Regions from separate parts of the Sus scrofa genome. Here regions 1 and 3 are each linked to region 2. Evidence: chromatin contacts called from public HiChIP or PLAC-seq and promoter capture Hi-C data. All regions are on one chromosome and are shown on one strand. The core of a region is the stretch at or near the end of the contact, and the rest is flanking DNA. Distances in the headings are between cores, read along the strand shown.

Evidence for each region. Promoter capture Hi-C pulls out the DNA fragments that hold promoters and counts their contacts. HiChIP or PLAC-seq counts read pairs in DNA pulled down with a chosen protein or histone mark.
Region 1: a promoter capture Hi-C map of liver shows a contact between it and region 2, with 2.5 times the contacts expected there. The contact joins the promoter of LEAP2 here to the promoter of SLC22A5 in region 2. A contact is called at or near these places in 1 of 5 promoter capture datasets (liver), 1 of 47 Hi-C or Micro-C datasets (liver) and 1 of 2 datasets of contacts at active chromatin or transcription factors (alveolar macrophages).
Region 3: an H3K27ac HiChIP or PLAC-seq map of alveolar macrophages shows a contact between it and region 2. The contact joins the promoter of HSPA4 here to the promoter of SLC22A5 in region 2. A contact is called at or near these places in 1 of 5 promoter capture datasets (fetal liver), 1 of 47 Hi-C or Micro-C datasets (mesenteric adipose tissue) and 2 of 2 datasets of contacts at active chromatin or transcription factors (alveolar macrophages and skeletal muscle).

The regions. Positions count from the first base shown.
Region 1 is chr2:135,193,125-135,195,824 of Sscrofa11.1, forward strand. It overlaps LEAP2 (liver enriched antimicrobial peptide 2), which reads left to right and starts at 1,327. Exons shown (of 3, transcript NM_213788.1): 1 at 1,327-1,408; 2 at 1,611-1,750; 3 at 2,062-2,344. The coding sequence starts at 1,352. The coding sequence ends at 2,098.
Region 2 is chr2:134,659,514-134,662,213 of Sscrofa11.1, forward strand. SLC22A5 (solute carrier family 22 member 5) reads left to right here and starts at 1,283. Exons shown (of 14, transcript XM_021085423.1): 1 at 1,283-1,836. The coding sequence starts at 1,444. It overlaps LOC102157444 (a long non-coding RNA gene), which reads right to left and starts at 1,146. Exons shown (of 4, transcript XR_001307200.2): 1 at 830-1,146.
Region 3 is chr2:135,344,455-135,347,154 of Sscrofa11.1, forward strand. HSPA4 (heat shock 70 kDa protein 4) reads left to right here and starts at 1,270. Exons shown (of 19, transcript XM_005661654.3): 1 at 1,270-1,729. The coding sequence starts at 1,623.

The DNA.
Region 1 (2,700 bases), core at 77-2,576, 530 kb after region 2:
TGTCTTCTTGGCTTTTCCTTCCAGGTCATAGGAAGATCTAAAGTCCTATAAACCTCCTTACTCAGAATTCAGACCTTTCCCAACAAATTTGTTAAAATGCCTGTGTCATTTAATGACTGCCCATAACCATTCAAGGTTTTGGGACACCTTCTTGGGCTAGAAACCTGCAGGGGTTCCTACTTATGGTGACAGATGTTTCAGGCTTTGGGGAGATCTCAACCCTGTGCCTGCTTCCTGAGGCTGCTGGAGGAAGGTGCTCTGTTAAAAGGCTTAACTGTTGGCAGCAAAGCTAGTAATTCAAGGTTTGCAACATCTGTCACCACCACTAAGTTTTTCCACTGAGTTAGGAGCCCCTGCTATCTTTTCATTCACTTTTTTTTTTTTTTTTTTGGTCTTTTTGTCTTTTCTAGGGCCACACCCGCAGCATACGGAGGTTCCCAGGCTAGGGGTCTAATCGGAGCTGTAGCCTCCGGCCTACGCCACAGCCACACAGGATCTGAGCTGCATCTGTGACCTACGCCACAGCTCACAGCAACGCTGGATCCTTAACCCACTGAGGAAGGCCAGGGATCGAACCCGCAACCTCAGGGTTCCCAGTCGGGTTTGTTAACCACTGAGCCATGACGGGAACTCCTCTTCATTCACATTTTTAAAAAGCAAAGTCAACCTATACTCCTTCATTCAATTCACCCATGACTGAGCCACCACCAGTCCGTCCTGACTGCCCTTCCCCTGGGAGATGGAAGGTTGGCCAGACTTTGAACTTTCTGCAGCTGGTTTTCCATTCTCGTAGGGAGATGTGGAGCAGATAATTAGAGTGACAGTCCATCTATACAAATGGGGATCTGGGGCACTGTAGCTCATGCTTGCAGAAGCACCCTCCCACAGAAGGGAGATAAGGAAGGGCCCTATCCAATTGCCTGTAACAAAATAGATCAGCGCTTCTTTTCTACACAAGGAAAGGGGTCAACACGCTTTCTGAAGACCTCATTAGAATTCTATTTTGACTGGCGTGAACTCACTGAGCTATTTTGGAATCAAATCATGGCTGGGTGCCCAGCTCTCCCTCAGTGGCTTCACGTGGCTTTTCAAAGGGGAGGAGGTAGTGGAGGGAAGGGTCCAAACCAGCAACATGATCACTCAAAGTCCACGAGGGATCAGTAAATGCGACGTGCCTGAAGGGCAGGCCTTGGGCACATTCCTCTCTGGTAGACATTAACTTATTAAATCGACCCTGACTGCAAATATAAACTTTGCCCCCATCTCACCTGGCAACCATCAGAGGCGGGTTTGTCTATAAAAGGAAGTGGGAACTGTCTCTTCAGGCTCCAGCATCCCCCCCTCGATCAAGATGTGGCACCTTAAACTCTTTGCAGTACTCGTCATCTGCCTGTTGCTGGCAGTCCAGGTAAGGAAAGAAGGCTACACACATGGGTGTGGGTGGATGGTGGCGGTGGTGGAACTGTAAGCAGAACCTGAGAGCCAGACTCGGTCCTGAGGAAGAGTCCCTCTGCTCTGAGTCTACAGCATCCAGGGGGTGATCGTTCTTACAAGGTGTACAGCAGTGTCATCTCCAACATACCTGAGGTCAATCTGTCTTTGCCATTCAGGTCCACGGCTCCCCGATACCGGAACTGAGTTCCGCCAAGAAAAGGCCGAGGAGAATGACTCCATTTTGGAGAGCGGTTTCCCTCAGGCCCATTGGAGCCTCTTGCAGAGATGATTCGGAGTGCCTCACGAGGCTGTGCAGGTACTCCCCAAACCTGGGGCCTGGGAAGGGGGCAAGGGGCCTGGGAAGCTGGGCAAAAGAGAGAGCAGTGCACGCACAGACCTAAGAAGCAAACTGGGTTGGAGGACCGCCTGGGCTGAGCCTGGGAGCTCCACGGAGAAGACAAGAGTTAAGGGCCAGGAAGGGCTCCACACAGATACCACGAGAGAGTGCTGCCTTTTTCTCTGCTCCACGCTGAGATTGGGTATCAGCCAGAGGAAGGAAATGCAGCAGAGGTGGCTCTGGGCACTGCGAGACTTTTGTCTCCAATATCACTTTTTCTTTTCCCTTAGAAAAAGACGCTGTTCCCTAAGTGTGGCCCAGGAATGATGTAAATACCAGGGGGAGAGGACAGCACTTACCTGCGACAATGCTCCGTTCTATGGAATATTGGTTAACTGCATTTGACTGGAGACACTTAAGTGAAGCAACCTTGTGTTTTTAAAGACAGATGTATGCTTTAAATCGGTCTCCATTTCTTCTTAGAATGTTCATATGTAGATAAGCCTAACAACTTGTCAACTTAAGAGTTTATTTTTCTATGTGTACTATTATTTAAACTGTGGCAGCCTGGAATTCACACTTTTGAGGAAAAGGATTCATTTTGTGGAAGACAGGAAAACACCGCACTGCCTAATAACAATGTGCTAACTTCTTAATCTGGAACGTGCAGTGAGAGCATTTTTTTCAAGAAATAACCAACAGCAGGCTCCAGGCAAAAGTTTAGTAATAGCTAATGATCAGCCTTGCCAAGTTCATAAACTGGACGCTACTCCTTCACTCCATGTAAAGAACTCTCCAGGGAGGTACCAAAGATGGGGAATGCTTGCAACTCGCTACCTGATGATGTACCTCAGTCTGTTCATAAATAGAGGCAGAACTGGAAGAACAACCAGTGAAACGAAACAATAAAAGCCCAAGCCACCAAGAGT
Region 2 (2,700 bases), core at 33-2,532:
TTAGAAGACTATTATTATAAAAAGGAGCCACTCTTACTATAAAAAGGAAAATCCTTCAATGTTAAATTTAGCAACCCTAATTCTTAAAGGCCTTGGAACAGTGTTGTCCAATAAGAGAGCTCACAAGCTACATGTGGCCACTAAGCTCTTAAAGTATGGCTAATCTGAATTGAAATGTGCTATAAAATACACAGTGGATTCTTAAGATTTAGTATGAAAATTCTCTAAATATAAGATCGATGGTTTATTAACGTAAGAATATAAAACATTTCAGTAATTTCTAGATTACATGACGAAATAATAATGTTATGAACATATAAATTAACATATTAAAATTAATTTCATTCATTTCTTTTGACTTTATTATGTAGGGCTGCCCTACACAATACATTTGAACTTCGTATGTTCCCTGCATATATTTTATCACTATAAAATAATCCGTTGTTTATCAGAAATTCAAATTTTCACTAGTTGTCTTATACTTTGGTTTACTAAACGCGGCACCTTTACTAATATGACCACTAAAACACTTTATATTCTATGGGACAGTGAAGTTTGAGAATCACCTAGTTGCTTTTTTTCCCCCCATAACCCTTCAACTCTTAACTCTGTGCAGAAATAACTAATCTAAGGGAAACACTTAATCCTAGGCTGGGATCGTCAATAATCCTGAAGTTAAAATTTTACATTGGTTTGAACAGGTTAAAGGACAACAAAAGGGCTTGTTCGCGACCAAAATGGAAAGGGCATTTGGGTTAGTCATTGCTTCCAGTCTCTCCATGCGAGTAATTAACGGTTCCGGTTTCAACATAACCCTTCTCACTCTTACCAAGATGAGCGGTGTCAAAGGCAGTAAACTAGCAGTGCGACCGTGGGCTAGTCCCAGTCCGCCTTCAGACCTCCGTTAAGAGGGGTAGGGGGCGGGCGGAATTTGTACTACTCCAGCCTTCCGCCGCCTGGCCCACTCTGGCTCTTGCCCGGCTCCGGGCTGGGCCAACGAGCTGGGTCTCAGACGCCTCCCAGGCCCCAGGTCTTGCTGCCTCCCTCAGCGGAGCCAAAGCTCCTTCGGCTGTAACTCCGGGCCTACTAGGGTCTGCCCTGACCCGTCCACGCCGGGACCGCGGCTCGGCCCGAGACTGTGCGCGCGGCGGGCGGCCCGGGCCCGCCCACCGTCGTCACGTGTGGCCCCGCCCCGCCGTTGGGCTCGGCGGGATTGGCAGCTTAGGCCCAGAGCCCGCCCCAGCCTCGCTGTCTATGTAAGGCCGGTCTCTCCCGTGAGGCCGCGGTGGCGGCGGGAGCTCAAGAGCCTGCTCAGTCTGCGAGCGGTCCCTCAGGAAGGCTTCCCTGTGGGGACCCGACGCGCACGCGCACACCTAGCCCCGCCCCTGCGCGCCGCCGCGTCTTCTGACCCAGGGCCGCGCGCCACGGGCAGCGGAGGGCGGCATGCGGGACTACGACGAGATGACCGCCTTCCTGGGCGAGTGGGGGCCCTTCCAGCGCCTCATCTTCTTCTTGCTCAGCGCCAGCATCATCCCCAACGGCTTCAACGGCCTGTCTGCCGTTTTCCTCACTGCGACCCCGGAGCACCGCTGCCGAGTGCCAGACACCGCGAACCTGAGCAGCGCTTGGCGCAACCACAGTCTCCCGCTGCGGCTGCAGGACGGCCGCGAGGTGCCTCACAGCTGCCGTCGCTACCGGCTCGAGACGATTGTCAACTTCTCGGCTCTAGGGCTGGAGCCTGGGCGCGACGTGGACCTAGAGCAGGTGGAACAAGAGGGCTGCCTGAATGGGTGGGAGTTCAGCCAGGACATCTACTTGTCCACCATCGTGACTGAGGTGGGTACCAGCCCCGTGCGGGAGCCTGGGACCGGGGAGTAGAGAGGACCTTCGCAGTCTTTAAGGTCGCACACTCCACCCGCCAAGGTGTGCGCTGTCACTCCCTCTCCACAGACTTACTACACACTGGTGATGGGCATCCTCCAGCCAGGTGACTCGGGAGCACTTTGCACGGTCACTTCCAGCCAGATCTTGGCCGTCGCAGCACGGATGTCCGTGCTGGCCACCCATCGTGTTGGCTACCTTGACGAGGAAGCCAAGAAGGCCCTGGCGACTCCTGGTAGATACTCCAAGGTTTTAAGTAGTTAAAGACTTACTCTAGATGGGTGTGGGAATGCTGAAGACCAGAGCTAGAGCTTGGGCCAAGGAGCTGACACCGTTTTTTCCTCCAGCCTCTTAGCATCTGCTCAGAAAGAGAGGAAATACCCACCCCTTTACTTTCTTGAACTTGTAAAGTTAAAGGAAGCATGTCTATAAAACTGTCTCTTGCTCCTTTCTCCAGTTACTCCTTCCCCACCCACCTTCACCCCAAAATGACTGGTCCTTACCCAGGGAACTGTTTACCTTTTGTTCATAGTTAATCATTAGTTTTTTAGAATTCCTGCATCTAAAGATCCATTCAGGGGGACACCTTGACCTGGAATGTTTTGGATATTTTAAGGAAAAGTCATTGGGCTGATTAAGTTAAAGCATAACAACTTTAGTTCATAGAAGCAGAGGGAAAACCTTTCTCATTCCCCAGCTCCTTGGATTTTCCTTTTGGGTGACCTTGTTTATCCCCTGGTGACCTTGCAGTTATTAGAGCTGGATGTATGACCTGAGGTTTATGGATGCATGTAGATAAGCTTTGCATCTTACTCAGAC
Region 3 (2,700 bases), core at 20-2,519, 680 kb after region 2:
AGAACAAGTAATTGATTTTTCATTGACACAGCAAACGCAGAGGTTTGGGAAAATTTACTTTTGTCTTTGTTTATCCACTTTATTAAGTGGTCCAATATAATTGATTGAGCTCTGAGATGGAGGTCTTCAATTCAGCCTACCTAGTAGCAGTACTTCCTGCAGTTCTTTTCAACCCAGACTAGCTAGCTATTACTTTTTTTCTAACTTGAAAGCAGCCTTTTATTTTTCCTAGTGTCCAGCATTCTGTGTTGTAACAGTTGCCACCCTGTACGGGGATCCCATTTACTTGTTTAGCTACTCCTGTTACTGGTTGGATTCAGGTTTTGTGGGGTTGAAGCTTACACAATGTTGGGGGCCCTTAAAAAATCATAAAATAGATACTTAGAACAAGAAATCATATCAAATTACTGGAGACACAGAGATTCAGATTCCTGGTATTCTAAGACTTCTTCAAGCGATTTATTAGAAATGCTCATTACGTAGAGTTGCTTCCTGATTGCCAGCTGGCTTCCTCTCTATACCAGGAACACATCATAACTCTCCGCAACTCCCTGCTTACCCAGGTGCCCCTGCAGGGGAGAGTGCCTGCTTCATGTAATCCTGGCGCTACCGATATGTCTGAACGTACCTATGAATGCGTGTTTCTTGCATCCAGTTCAAGACAGGTGCTTAAAATGGGTTGGGGATTGAAAGGCTAAAGTGCAGTAGGTCCTTTAGGTGCAACTGCATCTAAGGACAGGACCGGTTTAGAAAACGGTGCAAGACTGAGGGAAAAAAAATCAAGGCAGTGGGATTGAGAGTCACTTCCTCCCCTCCTTCGCAAAGGGCGCTGTCTCTGATTTTAACAGAACCTGAACTAAACCTCTGTTCAGGGCCCGGGCCCAACAGCAATCTTTTCTTCTACACACCAGACCCCACCAAGGCGAGATGACCAGGCTCTCCCAACTTTGAGGATTAGTGCGCGGTCCCATTTTACCGGGCTCAATACAAGATGGGGCGCGGGAGGTGCCACAACCGGAACTTTCTCTGAAATAAAGAAAAACGGCGGAAGTAGGCCAACAGCGCTTGCTCAGTATTTTGCCTCAAACCGGCGCTCCTATTTCCTTCTGGAAGAGGAGCTGCTTCTCGGTTCCGCGCCGCCGCGAGGAGCGCGGCTGCCGGTTCTGTGCGCAGGCTCAATTGGCCAGCCCCGCCTCTCTACCATCTTTTCTGCGGCTTAGTCCCTTCCCAGGTTTTTGGGTCCGGACGTGACGTAAACATGTACGCAACCGGGGGGCGGGGCTTCAGAAGGAAAAGCAGCTGTGCCGGGGTCTCGCGAGAACATCTCGTCGCAGTTCTCGCGCTGCAGCTTTACTCTCGTCGCAACGAGATCTTTCGAGATCTTCTCCGCCCCCGCTACCGGCGCACCTTCTGCGGCCGCTGAGCCGGAGCCGGTCTGAGCAGTGCCCTCCGCCGCGGCTCTCCTTCTAAGAACCGAGGGGCTCGTGTGGTCACCCTCACTTCCCCAACTAGCCCGGGTTCCCCGGCCCACACGGCCGTCTTTCCGCGCGCCAGCCCCGCCGGGGTCCGTGTCCTGTCTTGCCGGCCGGACCGGGGCTCGAGCCCGAGCTGTAGCCGGCGCCATGTCGGTGGTGGGCATAGACCTTGGGTTCCAGAGCTGCTACGTCGCCGTAGCCCGCGCCGGTGGCATCGAAACGATCGCTAATGAGTACAGCGACCGCTGCACGCCGTGAGTGTGGGCCAGGCCAGTCGCGTGCACTGGGGGGTGGGGAGGTAGCACTTGTTCTGGTCTGTGCCACTCGCGGTTTGGGGAACGTGGGCCGGGCAGTAATCTCCGTTCCGAGCCGAGGCCGTGGTGGGTAGGGCACCTCCATTGGGTTTTAGGTCACTGGTGGCCGCGACCACCACCGTGTGGGTCTGCAGCAGGGGCGAGGCCTTTTTTCTGTGGCCCGCCGGCTGGCGGAAGGCTGTGAATGGATACTTGGACCTGCGGATGTATTGAGTAGAAGTTGGGGGGAAGGCAGGCCTGGGATGTGGGGTGGACCGAGCTCCTCTTTTAGAGAGTACATAATAGGCGCAGGGAGTACTGACGTTTCTTCAGCCCAGCGCAGAGTTCGGAGTTTTGCACACAGCAGGCGCTTAATAAAAGTTAGTTGAGTTGAACGAGTTCTGGCGGTCGCCGGCCCTAAGAGCGCCCAGAGTCCCACGTGAGTGGGGGTGGGGTGGCGCCCGGAAGAGAGGGAGCCGGAGCACCGGAGATCTTGAGGTTGGGTTGGCACGGAAAGATAGCAGAAATGGATTTAATAAAATTTGATGGCTTTTGGATATCTTTGCATTCACTTTGATTTTTTACGTCGTTTCAGTAAATTGAACCACGTTGGGTCATTTTCTGTTATCATTCTGTATGCATCCACCCTTAACAGCGTTCCATTCTCAGGGTAATGCATTCCATCCGGGGTGTTGGCCGCAATTGTTAATGAATGACTCAGGGGCTCACTTCGACTTTTAGAACCTATAGTAAGTTATGGGACCAGTATAGACACAGCGCTAAAAAAATCATGACTCACCCAGGCCTTTCCTTGGTTAGAGTTAAGAGTCTACTTTTTGAATTCCTAGAGATATGTTTCAATCTATTGTTTTCCTTTCGGACAAAATTTTTTTGAAGTTTCATATTTGTTAGATTCTCATATTTGATACATC